Linked DNA regions of Rattus norvegicus: region 2 is linked to region 1. The links are chromatin contacts, called in public Hi-C maps. All regions are on one chromosome and are shown on one strand. Each heading gives the region's core, a stretch centred on a gene start, on an enhancer-like site or on the middle of the called end of the contact. The rest is flanking DNA. Distances are from core to core; before and after follow the strand shown.

The links. Hi-C and Micro-C count contacts between places; a contact is called where the count stands out from the background.
Region 2: a Hi-C map of Schwann cells shows a contact between it and region 1, with 2.5 times the contacts expected there. The contact joins the promoter of Pappa here to the enhancer-like site in region 1. A contact is called at or near these places in 2 of 12 Hi-C or Micro-C datasets (Schwann cells and mammary epithelial cells).

Annotation. Positions count from the first base shown.
Region 1 is chr5:83,288,537-83,294,571 of GRCr8, forward strand. No RefSeq gene overlaps it. Among named protein-coding and RNA genes, the nearest start is that of Pappa, 220 kb to the right of the region's middle. Within about 2 kb of position 3,550, at least 11 of the 93 cell types and tissues checked have an H3K27ac peak or open chromatin away from gene starts, as enhancers often do. A contact at or near this core is called in Schwann cells, where this site is marked.
Region 2 is chr5:83,510,410-83,516,444 of GRCr8, forward strand. Pappa (pappalysin) reads left to right here and starts at 2,949. Exons shown (of 22, transcript NM_001401319.1): 1 at 2,949-4,143. The coding sequence starts at 3,738.

The DNA.
Region 1 (6,035 bases), core at 2,300-4,799:
AGGGCACTTACTCATAATGCATGCAACTGTGGTTACCACATCTTTTGGTTTTCTGAATTTTATGTCTTTTCTGCAAAATGGTATTGAGATACAGATCACATGCCAAGAAAGTCACCTTTTAAAATTTGGTGGTTTGGATGTAGTCACAAACTTGTGTAAGGCTAACCACTGTGGAAGTCCTGAATATTTACATCACATCAAAGAAACCCAAGTCTTATTGCAGACACTCCCAATTTTTCCCCTTCTGCCCAGTCCCTGGCAACCACTAATCTACTTTCAGTCTCTATGGATTTGGCTATCTTTAACATTTTATGTAAGTGAAGTCATCCAAAATGTGGTCTTCGGTAACTGGCTTCATTCACTTAGCAAATTGTTTCAAGGTTTATTCATGATCTTGCAAATGTTAATGTATGATACCTCTTTACAGCTGAATACTATTCCATTTCTTGGCATATCTTATTTTCTTTATGTACAATCTTTTCATAAATGGTTGAATTAGCTCAATTCTGGGTAATTTCCTTTCTCTCTCTCTCCCCTTCCCTCCTTCCCCCTCCCTTCCCCCACTCCCTCTCTTTCTCTCTCTTTCTCTGAATATAAATCTGAAAGAGAAAGTTCTCTCTTACATACATACACACACGGGGGGGGGGAAACAGAGACAGAGACAGAGACAGAGAGAGACAGAGAGAGATTCATGTGTGCCTGTAGAGGTAAGAGGAAGAGCACACTGGATTACTTGGAGTTAGAAGTACATATTGTTGACTGTGAGCTGGCTATACTGGGTAATAGCAACCAAATTCAGTTCCTCTGGAAGAGTACAAGTCACTGTAATCAATGAGTCATTTTCCTGGCTTCAGTGTGATTTTGATTTGCGTTTTCTCAAGGTTGAGAGCATTGCATTTATTTTCATAGGTGTAAACATTTGCATGTGCATGTGCATGAGGAATGCCAAGGGCAGAATGGGCTGTTGTTCTTTAGGAGGTATCCTCCTTGTTTTCTGATACAGGATCTATCACTGGTAAGGGTCTTGCCAATAAGCTAGACCAGGCTGACCAGTAAGACCCTGGAATCTCCCTGTTTCATCACCCCTGTGACAGGATGACAAGCATGTGTCACCATGATCAGCTTTGAAAATGCGAGCCAAAATCAACCTCATGTCCTCACACTAGCAAGTGAGCACTTTTACTTGTAGTCCTACAGTTTTGACCAACCTTATATTTAGTCTCTGGGACTAAGACCTCCAGCAGCTTCAGGTTAAATATTTATTGGAGAGCTAGACCTCTTGACATCCTTTGGAAATCCAGCTACTCAGGAAAGTGAGGCAAGAGAATCATAATTCAAAGCCTGCCTGAGGCATAGCATTGGTTCAAGACCACCATGACTATTTAGTCTCTCTCTCTCTCTCTCTCTCTCTCTCTCTCTCTCTCTCTCTCTCTCTCTCTCTAAATAGAAACCTAAACATGCTGTGGAAATATAGGTTAGTCCTACTACTCCCATGGGTTATATATGAGACTCTACTCAGTCTCCAGGACCTTAAATTAAATAATGGTCACTAACAGTCTGAATAAGGCAAATATTTGAATACATGATCCCAAGTTTGCTATCTTATTTGGGGAGTTAATGGAATTGTTAGAACTTAGGACTTTGCTGGAGAAAACACAGAGGCAGAGCTGTGAGGGTTTATAACCCTGTTACATTTTTAGCTTTCTCTCTCTGCTTCCAGTGTGTACAGGTGGAAATGTGACTGACCAGCTCCCTGATGTCATGCCTCCCTCTTCACTACAGAATCCTCTTTTGAAACTATAAGCCAGAATAAACTCTCCCCCATAGGTTGCTGTGGTCATGGTATTCTGTTACATTTACAACAAGTCCCAGATTCACAAAGATTATGAAACGTCTACTTCACGTGTGACAAGTACCTGCAATAGGTTTCATGTGTGCTGGAGGGAGATGTGGTTCCATGTTCAGATTCTTCCACATTTTCTCACCTCTTACCAGCATGCTTCATATTCTGGCACACCAGTATGGCTTCGTTAACATCTTAATGCCTACAATTTCTTATTTTAGCCCAGGATTCCTTCTGGATATCTCGTAGAGTCCCTGTGAACTTACTGTCTTTAATCTAATGAACCAAGGATACTGTTATAGACATAACCATAGACCAATATCCACCTCTTTTTTTATATATTGTGTAGCAGCTTGTGTGTTTTTTTCTCATAATTCTGACAACATTATTCCTTATTTTGGTGGCTTTCAGTTGGATTTAGCTTAGAATCAAACTTCTGTAAAGACAGCAGCTAAGGGCTTTGGTGTTTGGATTTTGCCATCATCCCCTTGAGTGTCTTCTTACCTTACCCTCCACCAAGCTCCAGTATTCTTTTTCACATATACATTATCTTCCATGCTTTTTCAAGGAAAATCGTGATGTGCTTCTATCAGTTTCCACATATTCCCACTTCCCATTCTACCTCAAGTTTGATTCATTTACTTGAAACCATAGAATCCCAATCAACATAATAACCTTGTAAGGGAAATGAAGTCTGATTGATTTACTCTGCCCACCTTCCTACTTTCATTAATACATAGACTATTAACTAAGCTGGCCAGGCTGGTATGACATATTTTATTGTTCATACTGTTCCACTTGGTCTTCTTGGCCTTTTTTTTTAAAAAGAGATCTTATCATAATAGTTATAACAAGCTATAATAGATATATCATATCATGCTATAACAAGAGACTGGACCTGCCTATTCGTTTATCCCTCAAAGAGCTGTTTCCTTCTTTTCTTCATCTTAAAATAAATCCCCTTTCTATTCATTGAAGGGAGAAAACTTTCCAGGGCTAAATAGTTTAAATCAGTTTACACAAACTTGTCCTAGAAGCAAGCCTTCTTTTTAAATTTATCTGTTCAGTATACAAGACTCGAACATTATATATCACTTGAATATTGCAAGGACAGTATACAACAGTTATTATTCATTCTAAAAACACAAGGTTGTATTATAAATTTATTGTTTTTTATCATTGTTTATTATCCATAGGGGCAGCTCAAGGTACAAATCTGATGAAATGTGTGCTAATAACATGTTTCTCATTTGTGTCAGTTTTTGGTTGGATTACATACATTAAACTGTTACTGTACTGCTTGATGTCAGATGTTTTTCAATTTATAAAATGTGGCAAACACTGCCCATATATCAGGATTGTGTGGAGAGTTGGTATGAATGGTTATAAAAATCCAAACTCTGGAACTTATCAATGGTACCATGCAGTGGTGGGTAGCTTAGCTTCTTGCTAGCCAGTCATAGCAGTGGTTAAGCAGCCTCGCTCTCATTAACAAATTTTAGTTTGTAATCTTTTGTTTCTCCTTCCTAATCCTTCATTTCCTCTGACTGTTTCATTGCGGTTCCCAGCAAGCAGGCTACTTATGTCTGGTTTATCAGGCAAGTTGAGGCATGCATAGACATGTCTAAAAGTTCCTCAGAAGGCTGACTCTGACACAGCCTAGCACCAGGCTCCCCTCCCTTCACACTGAGTCCTTTATCCAAGTCATTGGACAGAAGTTCATGCTTTCGAAACTTAAGCATCTATACAGTTTCTCTGCCTCTGATTTGCTTAGTGTCCAGCTGCTGAGATTTGTCTTGAAGTGCAAGGCTGCAATCAAAGTCTGAGGGCAGAAAACTGAACGAATAAAGATGTTTGGGGACTGCCTGTTTTCTTTTTTTCTTTCATGTGATTTGCACATTTTCCTTGGCTTTCGTAATCTGAGGTGGCTGGGACCATAGGCCCCTTCATTTCTTGGCTCAGTAGTACACAGTACATGGCCGTGATACAAATACAGGAGCTGGATATTCAAAAGGAGGCTTCACCCCTGCTAGGAAGGCATCCACCTCTGTGCCTCCCAGACAGTGTTGACGCATTCCGACAAGCTGGACAAAGAACGCACAGTCTACATTCCCTGGCCTTTGAAGGAAAGATGTTGCAATGTACAGGCAATTGGAGCGTTTGCCTAATTCATCAAGACATTCACATTTGCTAGTAATACAATGCGGCTATGATGAGAAGGACTCAGGGGGAGTTCTGTGGATTAAGGTTAAAACGGATCATGCTTACTAATTTCTAACCATCTTTAGGCAGCTTTGTCCTCATTCATGAAAGTGTTACAAGGCCGTGTAAAACAAACAAACAAAAAAGCAAAACAAAAAACAACAACCACTAACTCATGGGTTTGGTTACCAGATGAATCTCAGGCTAAATGCAGATCTTCATAATAATATAGTGTCTAAAGTTTAATCTTCCCATTTTTACAGAAAAAGCAGTAAAATTGAACTTTTTAGAGATTTTATAGGGATTCATTAAGATACTGTGTAGTGGTTAGCAAGGCAACAGAGTCAATAAGTACTATAAACAGATTCTCTAATCATCCGCTTTTCAACTGAAGACCATGTAGCAGGTTTTTACATGGTCATTTTGTTTCTCCTTCTACCTTGGAGTTGGCTGAGGGTTAAACTGGAATTTCGGGAACAAGGAGATACTGTGTGTGTTATGTGAACTATGTGTGCCCTGCCCACAAGTGCGAGAAGAAGGCATCTGATACACTGGGAATCAATTTACAAATAGCTATGAGCTACCACTTGGTTGTTGGGAATCAAACCCTGATCCTTTTGAAGAGCAATAAATGCTCTTAACCCCTGAGCTATCACTCCAGTGCCAAGAAATGTATTTTGAAGGAGGAAATAAAACTTTAATTTAGTCTCCCTATTACCTCGGAGTAAACCACATGGCTTAGGGCAAGAATTGTTTCTTCATATTTTTTTTGTTTGTTTTGTTTTTTTTAACCAGTTGGAAAGCAAATTATTTCTATTCCAAAGAGAAAATTGGAATATTCAATATTAATTATAGTAGACTTCTTTAATATAGTCTTTTAGTTTCCAAATACTTTCAAAGTAGTTTGCATTGTACAAAATCTTTTAATCGGTACAATAACCCTGGGAAATTCTTACATAGATTTGACTAATAAAGAAGAGAAAGAACAGAGGAACTAAATCACTTGTCCAGCTAAGAGCCAGAGACCAAGTAGTTCTTCCAAAGCTTCTCTCACTCACCATGTTTTTATCTGTTGGACTATAAAATGTGTGTAAATATAGAGCTGTAGTACCACCCTGGAAACTTATACCTAATTCTGCTTAATGAGCCAGTATTTAGCTCATCATTGTATGTTCTGATATCATTCATTTAATGGGAATGGAAACAATTTCCCTATAATGTTTTTAAATATTTTATTATAAAACTTTTCAAGCAATGTAAAAATATTTTGTCCACTTAATGCTATAATTAACACGGTGACTCATCAGATGCATAGCTACCGATCTATCCACCTGATTTGGGATACGTTTAACAGTAAGTTGTAGATATCAGAGTGCTCTGCCTAGAACTTCCAGGATGTATACGATTAATTAACATTTAACATAGTATGTTATTTTTCTTTTCAAAATTGCTTTTCAGAGACCTCACATAAATAAAATTTTGGTAAATCCAGAGCATAATTAAACATGAAGTCCCGGTTAGTCTCCCTGAAATATTAGTATTTCATTTTGATCATTGTTATTGCTGCTGTTGTTGACATTTGTATACCTGGCTTCTTAATCCTTTAAGTCAATCTTCTACTCAACTGCTTTCTTCCTTGCTCAGTCCTTCCATCCATCCCAGACTTAATGACTCCTGCTCAGTTTTCCCACTGCCACCCTCATCCTCTTGAGCCCAAATTCAACCACATTTGAACGCTGCCAGACCTCTATATATTCAGTGACATTCCAGTGCTGACACAGAATTCCACATGGTATCCAAATATCTGTCTGTCCCAGCCAATTATTGCAATCACACCTTACACTGAATTAGTGCTGGTTCATTATTTCATTCCGTAAGTATTTTTCAAAACCCCACTGAAGCAGGTGAGCAGCAGACAGCTAGGGCAAAGAGAAGGCCAGGAGGATGGGACAGTGAAAGCATTAAATCAGTCAGCACAAATCTATTGCTT
Region 2 (6,035 bases), core at 1,699-4,198, 220 kb after region 1:
AAACAGGACATCGAGAACAATGCAAGGTCCTATCTCACAGGTTCTACAAGAAGACAATACTGCCTTAGAAATCCCAAGATGAGAATAATTTACTGTCTAGGAGTAAAAAGATAGTGTCCTGGCTGTAGAGGAAAGCTGAAAGAGAAGCCCAGTGGCTGTTAAATTTAAATCTACAGAAAGAAGTATGGGTGATCTTTTAGTGAGCAGCTACTACTATGTCATACAATACACTAATTTAATCCTCATGCCAGCACCATGGTATGGCGACTAAGACTCAGAAAAACTAAGACTTGCTGAAGATCATAGGAACCCAGGTCACAGGGACTCAGAACTCAGTACTTTGGGCCACTCAAACTCATCTATGACTCTAAGGTGCTACTTCATTGTTACTCTAACTTCCATAGCACCCTGTAGCCTTCTGGGCTTCATATAGAGCTTTCAACTACTTCCAGATAAGATGCATGTTGTGGGAGTATGCCCCAAGGATTGAAAGTACAGAGTAAGAAGGGTTTGGTACCAAAAGTTTCTTCAGAAACCTAAGAGTGACCCTGAGAAGGGAACCAGGGACTGGGTAGGTTTGACAAGACTAAATGGGATCTAGTAGCATAGCTGCATAGTTTCTGGTACTAAAATGGGGGAGAAATGGAAAGATAAAAATAAGGAAAAAATCTACAAGAGACTACATGACTAATTTAACAGGGGATAGCAGTACAGGATGAATCATTATTTTACATGTAAGTCAATGCAGAGGCCGTGTGTAAGCCATGGGTTAGAATGGCCTGTGGGCCACAGTGTGTGATTCATCAATGAGACTCCAGCATAAAAACAAGTAAATCCATTTGCACACAAAGGGTATGAGTAGCCTCCAAGACAGGTGAGGTGAAAGGGTAATTAGACGGCTAAACTTTTATTTTACTTTTCACCATGTGGGTCCCAGTGATTGAACTCAGGTCAGCAGACTTGGCCTTTACCCACCGTGCCACTTAGCTGGCCTAGCTGTATATTACTAATCATCCATTTAGTAATATGTCAGTAAAAGGTTTTCCCAAACATTCCCAATGAATTTAAGGATGAGTAAGACAACCTATAATATCTATTCTTTCCTTTCATTCACTTTCAGAGGGGAAGAAGATATTTTGATCTAAGTAAGGACCCAAGGAGCAATTTGAGCTTGATGGGAACAGCTGAATACAAGGTGCTCATAGACAGATTCTACAGCTCAGAAATTTTCCTACTCAGAATAAGCTGTGAAGTGCATACTCTCATTGTAAAAGTAACAGAATGGATGGCTACAGAGAAATGGCTAGCAGGAGGTCAAGTTGTGTATGTGTTGGAAGTTGATGTGCCTCCTATTCTCATTCCTGGTTAGAAAGTGGATGAAATTCTAAAATATTAAAACTACAAATATTAAAACTATTGTACAGGATGGCTTATAAACCTCCGGAAATGCAGTCTCCAAATACAATACTAGTTGTTATAACCGAAGTAAGCAGTAATCACATTTCAGATATCATTGGGGAGGGGAATACTGAATGAGAGTGTTTATGCAATTCATCCTCCATATTTTTCCTTCTTTGAGGACAGCCTCCTAGCTTGTGTAAGTGAATCAAAGTTGTAGACAGTGAGAGGTTTGCCAAGGGAATGTTTTTACCCGTGGCATTGTACACATTATCTTCTTTTCTTTCCTTCCAGTCTCTAAAGAGTGGAGGGTGGAAAGAGCATCACTTTGTGAGTAGAGAACCTGAGTCCCAGAACTCTTAGCCTTACACTATATAGCAAGCTCTTCCCTGAACAGGAGGACACAAAACTGCGATAGCTGGCTTGCAGATCAGTGCCATGATCCCTGCTTACCACATTTCAGCTTTTATGGAGAGGAGATCTGAGTCATTGGCCGTCTTACAAATCTATATCCATTTACCAGCGAATAGTCTCCGATGGTTCTCTCCCTCCCTGGAGCATGTAGCAAAGATCCTAACTCTAAGGAAGGATCTGGAACAGCCCGGAGGATGGGAATACCACGGGACAGCAAGTCACTAATTAGTAGCATCAACTACACCTCAGTTTTCCACCATACATTCTACCTGGAATGACATCTTTTTATAGTGATACTATTTGGACAGACTGGCAAGGAACTAATAATTTCTAAACCACCATGGCTAAGTCATTTTGACTTATTAAACACTCGAAGGAAAGAGAACTGTTTTGCCATAAGGGGGAGCTTTTGAGTTCCATAAAGAGGGGGGAAAGAAAAAAAAGAAATACGAAATACATGTTTCAGTTCAAAATGTAGAGCCACAAGCAGCAGACTACTACCTGGGACAGCATTAGGAGGCTTGGATTGTTTTTAAGGTTGAAATTGGGCAAATCCATACTTTCTTTCCATGTATATTCAACAAAAAGTATGTTCAATGACCAACTGAATGCTTTAGGATTATTCAGGGGCAATGATGGGGGCAAAGCACTGGTCCACAGTGCCTCAAAGGGAGATGCCCTGGAAACACTTCTCCTCTGATGTTCTGTTCAATCTATGAAGATTTGGGAAATGAGTCTGAAGCCTGAAAGTTAGCATCGGGGGCTCAGGGAAGAGGAGAGCCAACTTACTACAGTATAACTTTAAGAAAATTTGGTGAGGGGAAGAGGAGAAAGGCAAAAAAAGAAAAAAGTCAAAGAAAGAAAGGAAGGGGAAAATGAGGGGAATGAAGGAAGGGGACAGAGAAAGAGAAGAAAAGCGGGAGAAAGAGAAAGAAAGAGGGAGGGAGGAAGATGAGAAAGACTGTGAGAATTAAGTTTCAACGCATTACGTGTTGTGGAAAAGGGAGACGTGTAACAGCAAAGGGCAAATGAGACTCTGAAAGATTTCTCTCTCCCGCCACGAGGCAAAATAAAAATAAAAATAAGGGGCGGGGGTGACGGGAGAGCAAAGCAAAGCAAAACAAACCAGAACGCGTGTGTTTTGAGCTGGAATGAGCAGAGCAGGGAGGACCGTAAGGGGGTGTGTACAGAATTGCATTAAATTGTTACTTTAAGATTGTCTTCTTTAAAAAAAGAAGAAGTAGAAGAAGAACGAGGGGGTGGAGAAGCTGAAGCGAAGGGAAGGAGACAAACTGCAAAGTAGAGGAAGGCTGGGTGGATCGGCCTCTCCGAACCGATTGATTGGTCATGATCCCCGCAGTTTGAACAGGGACTCATTCAATTGGGAAGGTGGAGTGCTGGCGAACAGATTAGCACACGCTTGTTTACTCATCTTCTAAGGGATTTTTCCCCCTCTTTCCTTTCATTTCGTGAAGAAGGAGGGAGGGGAGGGGGCGGGGGGGGAGAAGGGGGCTGTGGCTTGTGTTATAAAGGACGCAAAAAATAAAGAAATGAGAGCATCTTGGGGGGAGGGAGGGAATTCAGCTGATCAGTGTGTTAGAGGAGATTTTTTTTGAAGAGCTAGAAATATATAAAATAAAATGAAATAAAACAAGGAGGAAGGCATCCAGCTGTTAGAGGGGGTAAATAAGGCAGATAAAGGAGCGGGGAGAGAAATTAATTGCCAACCAGGAGGAGTTGGACTGTATTTTTGAAAGGTGGGGGGAGTGGAGCACACACCTTGAGGAGGAAAGCGAGAAAGAAAAGGAAAAAGCAAGTGGAAAGGGGGCTCTCACGAGAAGGGGATCAGAGACTAGGCGGGAGCTAAGCTGGCAGCTCTGGGCGGCGGTGCAGGGGCGCAGGGGGGGCGGGGGGGACCGTCGGACATGCGGCTCTGGAGTTGGGTGCTGCGCCTGGGGCTGCTGAGCGCCGCGCTGGGCTGCGGGCTGGCCGAGCGCCCCCGCCGGGCCCGGAGAGACCCTCGGGCCGTGCGCCCCCCGCGCCCCGCCGCCGGACCGGCCACCTGCGCCACCCGGGCGGCCCGCGGTCGCCGCGCCTCGCCGCCGCCGCCTCCGGGCGGTGCCTGGGAAGCCGTGCGCGTCCCCCGGCGGCGGCAGCAGCGGGCGGCGAGGGGCGCCGAGGAGCCGAGCCCGCCGAGCCGGGCGCTCTATTTCAGCGGGCGAGGGGAGCAGCTGCGTCTCCGGGCCGACTTGGAGCTGCCCCGCGACGCCTTCACGCTGCAAGTGTGGCTGAGAGCCGAAGGTGGCCAGAAGTCTCCAGCCGTGATCACAGGTAAGGCGAAAGGGGTGCCCTGTCAGGTAGACCATCCCGCTTGTCTCTACCGACCCCTCCGGGTCGCTCGTGGATGTATGGGGGTGAGGGTGGTTGGTGGGTATGCGGGAGTCGCCCCTGGAGCAGCGCAGGGACCACGGAAGCGAGACTCGCTTTAACCCATCTGCAGAATGGGCGCGCTGAGAAGGGATGCTGCCCGGCCTCTGGGGAGCTGCACTTGGGAGCTCGGTGCCTGTCTAAGACCATGGGCTAGAGATAGCTGATCCTCCCGGGAACCCAGAACACTTAGGTGGTGCTGGGGATGTGCAGACAGACATTGTCCGGGTATGGGAGGGAAAGGTACAGGACCCAGATGGATTGCCTGTGAAAAAAGTGCAGGGAACCGTTCATTTCTCTTTACTTTTTGATATTCTTAAGTAATTCTTCAGTAGCCTGGCTAGCCTCAAAGTAGGCATGGGCCAGGTAGTTTTGATTGCCAGACTTAGAAGTCCCAGAAGTACCCCAAAGTTGCTCTCTGCCTGAAGCTTGCCTCTGGGATCCACCCCCACCACTATAGCCACCCACACTGCCTCTCCCGGGTCCTTGCTTTTAAAGCCGGTAGCATGTCATTCACGGCTGGGTCAGACCTTCGTAGCGCACACTCTGCCAGCCTTCACCAGACTCTGGCGCTTTTCTCTTTGGGTACTTTTATGAGCCCATAGTAGATTTAAGTTCTCCCTCTTCACCCTCCCTCTCTCCCCGTCGCTGCTCCGTAGTGAAACCGGACACTTTGCGAGGGCTGCAAACCTTCCAAACGCCTCAACATCCATTTTCCCTTCTAAATGAATCTGTGGAAATGCCTTTAATAAAACGAGGGGTGGTGAAGGGGGGCAGCGATGGAGGAGAGAAGGAAAGTTTTGCCTCTTCTGTCTGGGAGATTCCCTCACTGCATAAACAACCTTGCCCTGTCCTGGGACGCCTTAAAGCTATATTAGGGGTTCCCCCTTCGCTGCAGCCTGGGAGCGAGCAGAGGCTTTCGCGATCCCACCCCTTACACACCACTCTCAGGCAGTTTGCTGCTGTTTTCCCTTGGTGTAGACCTTTCTTAACACTGCACTGACTCTCCTATTTACCCGAAGTCACCTTCGGGGGACCCAAACTCTGCCATCATGCCAATCAAATGTATCCTCAAAGCTCCCACTTTCCAGCTACCAAAGGAGAGCAAGAAGGACTCCACACACAGACACAACTGACGTCATCGCTAGCCACCACCCCCTCCCCCCTGGAAAGGAGAGGGAAAACGGAGCTCATTCACTTTCAGCTCCCAAACCATCCTCAGCCAGAGGAGGGTACAACAAGGAACGGGGAGGCAAGATTCAAAATAATCATGAAGATGATGATAATTCAGGACTGACTTTCTCTCTCTCTCTCTCTCTCTCTCTCTCTCGCTCGCTCGCTCGCTCTGTGTGTGTGTGTGTGTGTGTGTGTGTGTGTGTGTGTGTGTGCGTGCGCACGTTTCACTTTCAAAACATAGCGGTCTGCTGCTTGAAAGTGGGGTTAAGAGATGGGTAGGTCTGGCTTCGCTGCTCTTTACCTGTTGTGTTGGTGATTCGGAAGGGATTCCCCACCCCCCAGAGGAAAGCCCGGGGTTGTAGAGATAGTGGGTACATTTAATATATACATATATACAAATCTATGTCTCACGGGGTTGCATGGGAGACTGGCTTCCAAGTATCTAACTCAGACCAACGTTCTTTTCCTGTTCTCTGGAACACGTAATCCGCTCTTACAATGATTGTTGCAGTAAAATACTTTCATTGGATCAGGGATGCTAGGTTATTATTGCTCGTATAAAATGCCTGGTTCTTTTTATGCGTGGAAATAACATTCCTCACAAAACGGAAGAGAGAAAA